3 separate regions of the Sus scrofa genome follow, and regions 2 and 3 are each linked to region 1. The links are chromatin contacts, called in public HiChIP or PLAC-seq maps. All regions are on one chromosome and are shown on one strand. Each heading gives the region's core, a stretch centred on a gene start, on an enhancer-like site or on the middle of the called end of the contact. The rest is flanking DNA. Distances are from core to core; before and after follow the strand shown. Region 1 overlaps ZBTB16 (zinc finger and BTB domain-containing protein 16). Region 2 overlaps ZBTB16 (zinc finger and BTB domain-containing protein 16). Region 3 overlaps USP28 (ubiquitin carboxyl-terminal hydrolase 28).

What was found. HiChIP or PLAC-seq counts read pairs in DNA pulled down with a chosen protein or histone mark.
Region 2: an H3K27ac HiChIP or PLAC-seq map of skeletal muscle shows a contact between it and region 1. The contact joins two enhancer-like sites. A contact is called at or near these places in 2 of 5 promoter capture datasets (liver and skeletal muscle), 1 of 47 Hi-C or Micro-C datasets (skeletal muscle) and 1 of 2 datasets of contacts at active chromatin or transcription factors (skeletal muscle).
Region 3: a contact with region 1 is called in an H3K27ac HiChIP or PLAC-seq map of skeletal muscle. The contact joins two enhancer-like sites. A contact is called at or near these places in 1 of 47 Hi-C or Micro-C datasets (skeletal muscle) and 1 of 2 datasets of contacts at active chromatin or transcription factors (skeletal muscle).

The regions. Positions count from the first base shown.
Region 1 is chr9:41,647,168-41,650,609 of Sscrofa11.1, reverse strand. The region is part of intron 2 of ZBTB16 (zinc finger and BTB domain-containing protein 16); the gene reads right to left. Among named protein-coding and RNA genes, the nearest start is that of ZBTB16, 9.4 kb to the right of the region's middle. Within about 2 kb of position 2,124, at least 3 of the 83 cell types and tissues checked have an H3K27ac peak or open chromatin away from gene starts, as enhancers often do. A contact at or near this core is called in skeletal muscle, where this site is marked.
Region 2 is chr9:41,791,106-41,794,799 of Sscrofa11.1, reverse strand. All of the region lies in intron 4 of ZBTB16 (zinc finger and BTB domain-containing protein 16), which reads right to left. Among named protein-coding and RNA genes, the nearest start is that of NNMT, 78 kb to the left of the region's middle. Within about 2 kb of position 2,334, at least 5 of the 83 cell types and tissues checked have an H3K27ac peak or open chromatin away from gene starts, as enhancers often do. A contact at or near this core is called in skeletal muscle, where this site is marked.
Region 3 is chr9:41,469,185-41,472,485 of Sscrofa11.1, reverse strand. All of the region lies in intron 1 of USP28 (ubiquitin carboxyl-terminal hydrolase 28), which reads left to right. Among named protein-coding and RNA genes, the nearest start is that of USP28, 10 kb to the left of the region's middle. Within about 2 kb of position 1,520, at least 1 of the 83 cell types and tissues checked has an H3K27ac peak or open chromatin away from gene starts, as enhancers often do. A contact at or near this core is called in skeletal muscle, where this site is marked.

The DNA.
Region 1 (3,442 bases), core at 875-3,374:
GGGCGAAGTGAGGCAGGCCTGTATTCATTTAGCAAGACTCATGTCTCACACACGGGCTTTCAGCTGGACTTGTTTTCAAGTCATTCATTTTTAAAACTTAAAATAATTGGAAATGTTTTTCCCCAAATTAGCAACAAATCAGAGTTGTGAACGGAGTTTCGATTTTAACTTGTAGGATCATCACAATTTGAAAGATTCAGAGTTGTCCCAGAACAAGCAGAAGGAAAAAAAGTGTTGCTGAATGAAAGCGTTCTTGCCCTCTCCTTCCAGCAATTAGCAACTCCATCCAATAGCGACAGCAAATTAAAATGGGACTTCTCACCAAGATGAGAGAGCAGGCAACTTACTTCTGCTAGAAAGAAAACTAAAGAACTCATCTTCAAATTTCCAAGAGTTCAGCCTAGATCCCAGATGACTCAGTAACCCTAAGCAGGTTAAAGTACTAAAAAAAAAAAAAAAGCAACGAAGTCCAAGTAGACAGAATCAAATCAAACTGACCCTGTTTTAGCTGGCTGACTCCCAAACCAGATTCCAAAACAGAGCAAAATTCAATTAACCAAAAGGACTTCATGAGGCTATAAGTAAGTGCAGAAGCGGCAAACTTTTGAAAGAGTTCACCAATTCAGAAATAGCTCATCCAACTGGCTAGTTTTAGAAATGAAGACGATAAGCTCAAGATGAAAAAGAGACCAATGAGAGTGACAGAGGGAGAAAAAGAAGAAAGCAAGCGAGTGAGCAAAGTCAAGCCGAGTACGGAGACCCAGCCTCCCAAACAGCGGGCCTCAACCCCCCAGAGCCCGCTGCCATCCTCCGCTCTTCACAACCAACAATCGACGGCTCCAAAAGACGAGCTCTCCAGGAGCCCAGGAGCTTATAAACTTAGGTCATTCATCACCCCCAAAAGGATACTTCCTGGAAACAGGAACGGTTTCAGAAAGGATTTAGGCAAATCTGTGAATGACAGAGCAGCCATAAATAGCTCCTAAGAGATCTGGGCTCCACCTGACCTTTAGGATTGACGTCAAGGAAGAGACCCGTAGCCTCCAAGGGTGGTATCTTAGGGATGGTGTTGGCACCTTAAGACTAGGTCAGATGGATCTGACCCAGAACGGCAATGCCCATGTGCTTATATGGCCTGTGGAGGAGCACCCGGGACTGTGAATCTGAGAGTGAGCTGAGCTCCTGGCCCTAACCATTTATAGCTATGTGACCTTGGGCATGTCACTTACCCAAAGTTCACGGTCCCCACCTGTATGTTAGGGCCGATAATGGCCAACAATCCTTTACTCCAAACCCTTGGGTGCTTCAGAAATCCCAACTGTTCAGATTTTAGAAAGGTGCTATGGGGCCTAGAGTGTTTGCCAGTCCCAGAGTCGTCTAGGGAAGCACTCTGTAATCAAACACATTAATATTTTGGCAGCAAAACATATGAATATTCAAAATCGGCAGGATAAATATAGCCTCGCATCAGTTCAGATCAGGTTTTGCTACTAAACGAGTTTGCGGCCAACTTACACAAACCCTTTTAGCTTTCAGAGCTTCTCAGATTTCACCATCCCAGATATGGAATGAGGGACCCACACCCCCTGAGGGGAGGCTGTGAGTTAAGCAAGAGCAAGTCATGAAGGCGCTTTGCAAAGGAAAAAGTGGGACAACCAAGAAAAGACATTATTAATATTATCACCGTTGCTATCCTTACGCCCCAGCACACTCGTGTCCAAACAGAATTCGGTTTGACCTCAGAGGTGCCTGAAGCTGGCAGAAGGATGAAAGGGGATCAAGAGTTCAGGACAACTTCTAAATTCCCCTAAACTGAGGTCAATGGCTCTTGGCCCTCTACAAGGCCAACCACCGAAAACCGAGCAGCTGGCCACCCGAAAGGGGTCAAGACAAAGGGCCAGGCAGAACCCTGACGTCTCCACGACATGGTCCATGCACCCTACAGCTGGCCCCGGAAACCACTGAGTAGGTCTGCACACCTGAGTACAGGGAGTGGGCTTGGACCAGCTCTGTGGCTCCTGACATCCCTTCACGAATCAGGCAAGAGTTCCTACTGCGTGTAGGCAGGACACACACCAGAGCTGGTCCCCGGGCTCGTCTGTAGAAGATCCAGAGGCTCCTGGGAAACCAGACCCGACTCTGATGCTGCAGCTAAATTCAGAAACATAGTAAGACTAGGCTAAGAGTTCCCTTGGTGGCACAGCGGGTTAGGGAATCCAGAGGTTATCACCACAGTGGCTTAGGTCACTCCTCTGGCTGTGGCATGGGTTTGATCCCTGGCATGGGAACTTCTGCATGCTGCAAGTGTAGCCAAAAAGAAAAAGACCAGGCTATACAAGCCTGTGGAGACTGAGGACTATGAGGGCTGTGTTGACACTTAAGTAACCACACTATCCCCATCATCTTATCACGTCTAAGTACATAACCCTGAGAAGGAGAGCGTGCACCTGGCCTAGTGGTGCTGGTTCCTAGATCAGACCCAGACAAGGCTACACGCAGAACAGGTTCCATCTTTCAGGGACAGAAAGAGAAAGAAGAGAGACTAGGCCTAGGAAGGGAGCGTGCAATCCTTCTGAAGGAACTCTGATGAAACAGACATGATCCCCTGCAATGTGGGCCCACTGGGAAGCTTTGGGGGTCCAGAGTTGGCCCCTGCATCTACCTGAGATCTATCAGGTGTTCTGATTGTGCTGAGTTGCTTCTGGATACTTTAGGCAGGCAAGTGTTGTTTAATTTCGCCAAGTAGCATCTTTGTGTGGTCTTTCCATCAATGCATGGCTACCTTACACGGCTTTTACATCTCACCATGCACAGCAGGGACCACAACTTCACAAAGTTTCATTCAAACTGTCACACCAACAGCCTCCCCCCGCCACCAGCTTGGGAGCAGGTCATGAGGAAAACTACTGATGGGCTTCCTGACATATCCTCCTTCCTGCATCCCATCCCAGAGATGCAGTGCTCTTCCCTTTCTCCCTCTCCATGCCACACCCCCACCCCCGCTGTCCCCAAGAAGAAAGGCAACAACAATAACTAGCAGGTACTTAACCTGTATCAGTGCTCTAGCCTACTGGCTTAGTAACAAAATAAAAATAAATCCTGTGGCCTGTTATTTCATCATGTTCATCCCTGTTACATTAACAGCAATTCTGCAGCCTCCCAACATCAAAATCTCCCACTCTGTTGTGTCTTGCCTTTCTGTCTGTGCTGTGCTCGGAGTTGTGATATAGGGGGAGGAACAGAGAATGGCAGCAACTAGGGGGGAGAGCATCTTAATTCTGGAGGTTTGCATCTGATCAGGAGCCAAGGGGCTGCCAATCAGAACCAGGACAGAGCGCATGAAGGAACATTCCCTCGGTCATAGATGTCCTCAGACCCCACCGCTTTCCATCCAGGGCACAGCCCCAGGCTCCAGCTTCTTGGGCTGCCGCAGCCTGCTTTC
Region 2 (3,694 bases), core at 1,085-3,584, 140 kb before region 1:
CAAGGAAACTCCTATGTTGAATTTTTTATTCTTTTTCTTTTTTCCATTTTCCTGGCCAAACCTGCAGCACATGGAAGTTCCCGGGCCAGAGACTGAATCTGAGCCCCAGCTGCCACCTGTGCTACAGCTGCAGCAACACTAGCTCCTTAACCCACTGCACCAGGCTGGGGATGGAACCTTCAACACGCCAGAGACAACTTGGATCATTAACCCATGACACCACAGTGGGAACTCCCTCTTGCACTTTTTATTTTATTTTTTACTTTTCGTCTTTTTAGGGCTGCACCTACGGCATATGGAAGTTTCCAGGCTAGAAGTCGAACTGGAGCTATAGCCGCTGACCTGCACCACAGCCACAGCAACACCAGATCCTTAACCCACTGAGTGGGGCCAGGGATCGAACCTGAGTCCTCATGGATACTAGTTGGATTCATTTCTGCTGAACCACAACGAGAACTCCCCCTATTGCATTTTTTTTTTAATGGTAATTTTTTTTTTTAATTTTTGGCATGTGGAAGTTCCTGGGCCAGGGGTTGAACCTGCAGTGCAGCAGTGACAACTGCCAAATCTTTAACCCACTGAGCCACCGGGGAAATCCCTATTGCATTTTTTAAAGTGGGACGCAGGAAGGACAAAATCAGGAAACATGAACATGAGTTTCACATGACTCCCACAAATAACTGACTCTAGGCAAAGAATTTCTCTGCTTGGGTTTCCTCCATTGTTCTATGAGCTGAGAAGCTCGCGTGAGTGTCCTAGCAACGTCTCCCTTCCCTCTCCTGGGGCATCACCAGGGAAGTCACCTGGGTAAGATTTTAGAGGGCAGTGCCACACACAGGATGAGGTGTCCACACCCAGCTCTGGATGATCCTCTCACCCGAGATGGGCAGAGAGACTGCGTGCACTCAGGCCACTCCGGAGCTCCTGCAGGAGGAAACCAAGTCCCTTGCTCAGAAAGACAGCTGAGATTAGAGGGACCAGGTTTTGAGGGAGAGGTGCTGCCGTTTTCTACCAAGCAGAGCACGGAGCCCCTCTCTCTGGAGATTTCTGGGAGGACGGGGGCACAGAGTGATTTCCTCTGTGCCACGTGGGCACACCCTGCCTGTTCTAAAGCAGGGGGTCCCTCCAGCCCAAGGGACCTAGGAGTGTCCCCTGACCCCTTTGCCCATAGCCAGGATTTAAAAGCAACAGCAGGGGAACTCCCCTTGTGACTCAGCAGGTTAAGAACCCGACAGAATGTCCGTGAGGACGTGGGTTCAATCCCTGGCCTCGCTCAGTGGGTTAAGGATCCAGTGTTGCTGCGAGCTGTGGCGTGGGTCAAAGATGAGGCTCAGCTCCCGTGTTGCTGTGGCTGTGGTGTAGGCTGGCGGCTGTAGCTCTGATTTGATCCCTAGCCTGGAACTTTCATATGCTGCGGGTGCAACGCTAAAAATAAATAAATGAATGAATAAAATAAATAAATAAATGCAACAAGAGTACATTAAGTTCTCTTCACTCGGCTTCCAAAACTTCGAGAAACAGCTCCACGTGTTAAAAGGAGCAACAGAAGGAGGATTAGGAGGACAGAACCCGATTCTACGACCAGCTAGTTATGTGACCCTGGGCTCCGTTTCTTCGTTTAAAACAGGAGGACGTTGGACCAGAGGGAGTGAAGTCCGTTCCCAGGTATTTAGGGCCGTTACACCTCTCTTCCTCTTGCTTTCCCAAGCTGGGGCCACACTTGGGCAGGGCGTGCTAGGGAACCCCAGGCATCCTGGAAGCGGTCTGGGGAAGGCGAGAGACCCAACCAAAACCCTTACTTACTTTCTTCTTTTTTTTTTTTTCAAAGTCACTCCTAGCTTCTCGGGACACAAAAGTATCTGTTAAGGTAAGTTAAACCTTCTCAAGATGAATTTTCCTGCTACTTTTAATTAAAAGTTCTTTAGAATTAAAAGGACACCATTCAGAAAAGGTTGAAAAAAAATTTCATTGACACTCCCCCTCCCCCTTTTCCCAAGGCAAAGAAAAAGCTGTTTTTGTGCACGGCTCACCCGGTCCACACTGTACAAAAGAAGGCGGATTGGCGGCAAGACACGTGAGATGACCCTTTGACCCTGAACCGCTGACAAGTCCTCAATGGCATAAATACCAGATAATCAATCACATGCCAGGAGGGCAAGTCCCCTGCCCTCGCCCCAGCGCTGGGGTTTATGAGAGATACACTGTAAATAGACACTGGCTTCTTAAGAGGGGCCCCCTCGGCATTCCAGGGGCCGCCGTAATCCTGAACCAGGCCCGGCCAGATCCCTGACCATCTCGTTTTACAGCTTTCATCGCGAGCTTATAAAGTGCTTTCCCTCCCAAGCTGGACTTCTGCTATGAAATGAAGCCAGGCCTCAGCCACCCGCCTCCCATCCAAGAGGGAGGGGATTCCGAAAATAACTCCAAAGAAAGCTAAGCTAGAGGAGGCAGAAAGAGGGCAGGTCAGCCAGAAACGCCCAAGGTGCTGGGGATGGTAGGGAGGGGTGTGGGCAGGGCTGCGGGAGCCAGGCAGGACCTGGCGGTAGTGAAGAAGCAGTGAGGACACGGATGACAACAGGAATGACCGTCGCTAAGCACTTGGTGAGTGCACTGATGCTCTTAAGGGCCACATGCCATTCTAGGAGAATCTACCAGTTCACCCGAATCTTAGTGTCTATCTTCAAAAATAACTCTGGGAGGTGGGCACTATCACGACTGCACCCATTTTGCAGATGAGGAAACTGGGGCTCAGTTCAAATAAACTGTCCAAACAGCCAGGGGACTAAATGACAGGGAGGGATTTAAACCCAGAGAAATGACTCAGTCCAGATACCCCCTCCACTCTATCCTCCAAGTCCACGGATGTCTGCCTAGAAGGGGAAAATGCTGAAATTCCATGCTTTAGATCAACCGGTACTTTCAGATCATACAGGAGCCAGAGGGAAGGAAACATTCAAAAAGTTCTGATGAGGAGTTCCTGCAGTGGTGCAGCAGAAACAAATCCAGCTAGGAACCATGAGGTTGCAGGTTCGATCCCTGGCCTTGCTCAGTGGGTTAAGGATCTAGCATTGCCATGGACTGTGGTGTAGGTCACAGATGCGGCTCAGACCTGATGTGGCTGTGGCTGTGGCATAGGCCGGCAGCTGTAGCTCTGATGGGACCCCTAACCTGGGAACCTCCGTATGCCGAGGGTACAGCCCTAAAAAGCAAAAAAAAAAAAAAAAAAAAGTTCTGTGAATGTAGGCCTAAAAATCAATACATCATCAGAAGAGTGTCCAGTTTCCAAGAGAGCCAAAAACTAGGTTGGTTCTAGAGGAGAAAAAGCGAGTCTTTAACTCCAGACCATAAATTCTAACCCCCACTCTAGTGCAAGAGTCTCAGCCCTGCCCTTTAGCCCACCTTGGACCCCGAGAGCGCAGAGATCCAGCGCCGGGCCCGGATGTCTCTAAGGCAACAATGGTCTTCTGAACCTTTGCGCCTGCTCAGAAGAGTTTTACCAAGGTCCTAAACCGGCCTCAGCAAAGGGGGACGTGGGGGCAGGGAAAGGAAGACAGAGCCTCTTGGTAACTAATTTTGATAATGCTTTTGTGTCAGGGTCAAAGGTTAAATATGGCCACACTAATCCGCTTCTTCCAGAATTAAAGCACAAGGGAGATTTTTTTTTTTTCTATAGCTTAGCAAGAGGGCTTTTCTC
Region 3 (3,301 bases), core at 271-2,770, 180 kb after region 1:
AGGTGGCTTGGGTTACTGCAGAGGTGCAGGTTTGATCCCTGGCCTGGCACAGTGGGTTAAGGATACAGTGTTGCTGCAGCTGTAGAGTCAGTCGCTGACCGGAGAACTTCCATATGCCATAGGTGCGGTCAAAAAAAGCTGCCAAAAACCGAAAACCGTACCCTAAGGTCCCCCTAATAATAATTTAGAATTTCCTGTTAGATTTCTAAAATTATAATAAGCATGTAAGCTTGATTTCTTATATCTTTTACCATGTTTTCTTAGTTTCTCAATAAACCCCAGCAGTATGTTACTAAATGGCATTTTCTTTAATTTTTGAAGATACTTTTTTCTTTCTTTTTTTTTTTTTCTTTTTATGGCTATACCTGTGGCATATGGAAGTTCCGGGCTAGAGATTGAATCAGCTGCAGCTGCAGGCTTGCACCACAGCTCCAGCAGTCACAACACAGATCCAAGCCACATCTGTGACCTACACCACAGCTTGTGGCAACACTGGATCCTTAACCCACTGAGCAAGGCCAGGGATTGAACCTTCATCCTCATGGACACTGAATTGGATTCTTAACCCTCTGAGACAGCATGGGAACTCCTGAAGATGCATTTCATAAGGCCTTATTGTAACAGCTTGCTGGTCTCGTTTCTTGTGTTTGGTTGGGGCTCATATGTATTTAAAGAAATGAAAGAATATTGTTTTAATGTATTCCTGTTTTTAAAATTTGGGGGGAATTTTAATTGAAGTGTAGTTGACTAATGGTGTTGTGTTTTAGGTGTACAGCAGTGATTCAGTTGTATAGAGAGAGAGTATGTATATATATTTTTAGATTCTTTTCCCATATAGGTATTTACAGAATATTGAGTGTAGTTCCCTGTGCTATACAATAGGTCCTTGTTGGTTATCTATTTTATACATGGTAGTGTGTATATATTAACCCCAGATTCCTAATTAATCCCTCCTCCCTGCATTTCCCCTTTCTGACTATAAGTTTCTATGTGTATGAGTCTCTGTAAATAAGTTTATTTGTATGTCTTAAATGTGTTCTAATTTTAATTTATTTTTAGTTAAAATACAGTCAATTTACAATGTTGTGCCAATTTCTGCTATACAATGAAGTGACCCAGTCATACACACACACATGCACATACATATGTATATATACACACACATTATTTTAAATGTATTCTTTTTTTTTTTTTTTTTTTGTCCTTTCTAGGGCCACTCCCGCAGCATATGGAGGTTCCCAGACTAGGGGTCAAATTGGAGCTGAAGCCATCGGCCTACACCAGAGCCACAGCAACATGGGATCCAACCCTCGTCTGAAACCCACACCACAGCTCATGGCAAAACGCCAGATCCTTAATCCACTGAGCAAGGCCAGGGATTGAACCCACAACCTCATGGTATGTAGTCAGATTTGTTAACCACTGAGCCACTATGGAAACTCCCTAAATGTATTCTAAAGCAAGAGAAAAACCGGGTGTGGGACATGATGTGTAGTATGAAAGAATATATTTGTGTGCATAGACCATTTCTGGGAAGATATGTCAGAAGCTATTAATAGTGGTTGCCCCTGGGAAATAGGACTGGGTGGAAGACCAGGTTTTCCCTTTCATTTGATATGCTTTTGTACTGTTAGAATTTCCTACTCTGTGAATGTGAAAAAGAGAGATGAAAACTTTCTTTTTTTGTCTTTTCTAGGGCTGCACCCACGGCATATAGAGCTTCCCAGGCTAGGGGTCTAATTGGAGCTGTAGCCGCCGGCCTACACCACAGCCACAGCAACTCAGGATCCCAGCTGCGTCTGCGACCTACACCACCGTTCATGGCAACACCGGATCCTTAACCCACTGAGCGAGGCCAGGGATTGAACCCGCAATCTCATGGTTCCTAGTTGGATTTGTTAACCACTGAGCCACGATGGGAACTCCAGAGATGAAAACTTTTGAGTAAATAATTATTAGTTCCTTTTTTCTTGTTTTAATTTTTAGTTTAAAGCCCTCTCTGATATTTAGAATTGGCTAAATTTTAAAAGCTTCTAATGCCTTTAAAAACTTTAAGCCAGTTGATGGACTGAAATAGTGATTTTCATCTTGTAGCTAATTTTGCACCATTAAAATAAATTAATAAGTAGCCTGTTTCAGAGGATTTAGTTTTATCCACAAAAAAGCTATTTGTCATTTGTAGAGTCATAAGGTGCTTTAGATTTCTGCTTTATGAGTAAATTGGACCAACACGGAGATGTCACTGGGAAGAAAAACTGAAAACATACCAGCGCTTTCGTCCCTCGTTTTGTGGAGGTTGGAAAGGTTAGCAGCAGTCAGAGTCTGTGTTCAGATCCTGTTTTATAGACTGCATTTCTGAAGTTGCTGCTGTATGTTCTCTTTGACTCCTATTCCTTTGCTTTCCTTGGTACTTAAGTTTGATTTTAAACTTAGAAAACGAAATCTTTAACTCTGGGGGGCATTTTATCAAGTACACCTTGGTAGTTCTTTGGTGTAAAGTAACCTTTATCAATTACTTAGTTTTAAATTTAGAAATGTCTTCGTAAAAATAGATGATTGAGATCAGGAAACATGTCCATCAGAATGTTGAAAATAGCACCCCCGTTTGAAGGGATGGAGTAATCTAGAAAGCACCTCGTCACCAAGCTGAACTGGGTATTTTGAAGATGGTGAGATTAGTAATCTCGCTAATTTGCTTCATGTGATCAAAGAGAGTTTTAGTTGCAGTAGGATTAGGCCAGTTGTTTATTACAAAAACTTGATAGCTTAATATTTTTATTATGAGTAATCCTGTTTATTGTTTATTATGAGGTGAGTTATTGTCTTTGCTTTACGAAGACCTCAGTTCTGACAAGAGCGCTGGGTTGTGCCCAAAGCACTAAGTAGCTGAGGCCAGAAAGCTTGAGTTCCTTCTTCCTAGAGATTTGTGTGTGTCTTTTTCACTGCCTCTGGGCAAGAAAAGAGTGCTTTTTGTTTTGTCAAAATAAAGTGTCTTTAGCTAAGGAAATACAGGCGTGTTGGCTCTTGCCAGTTATTTGACTTCATTATGACTGGAGCACAGGCTTTGTCTTGTCTCATGTTGGGTGTGTACTTTATATCATAGTTAGGGTGAAGTTAATATTTAAATCAGCTTCCTGTCAAGTTCCAAGAGAAACTGTGAGTGAGTAGTACAGTAGGTAGGATCCTAATGAATTTACCTCATCTCATTGTGAAGTTTACATGTAATATACAGTACCGATTAGGATTTGGGTTATGGGTACTACTGAGAATTTAGGTTTAGCTAAATAGAAGACAGAGTCTA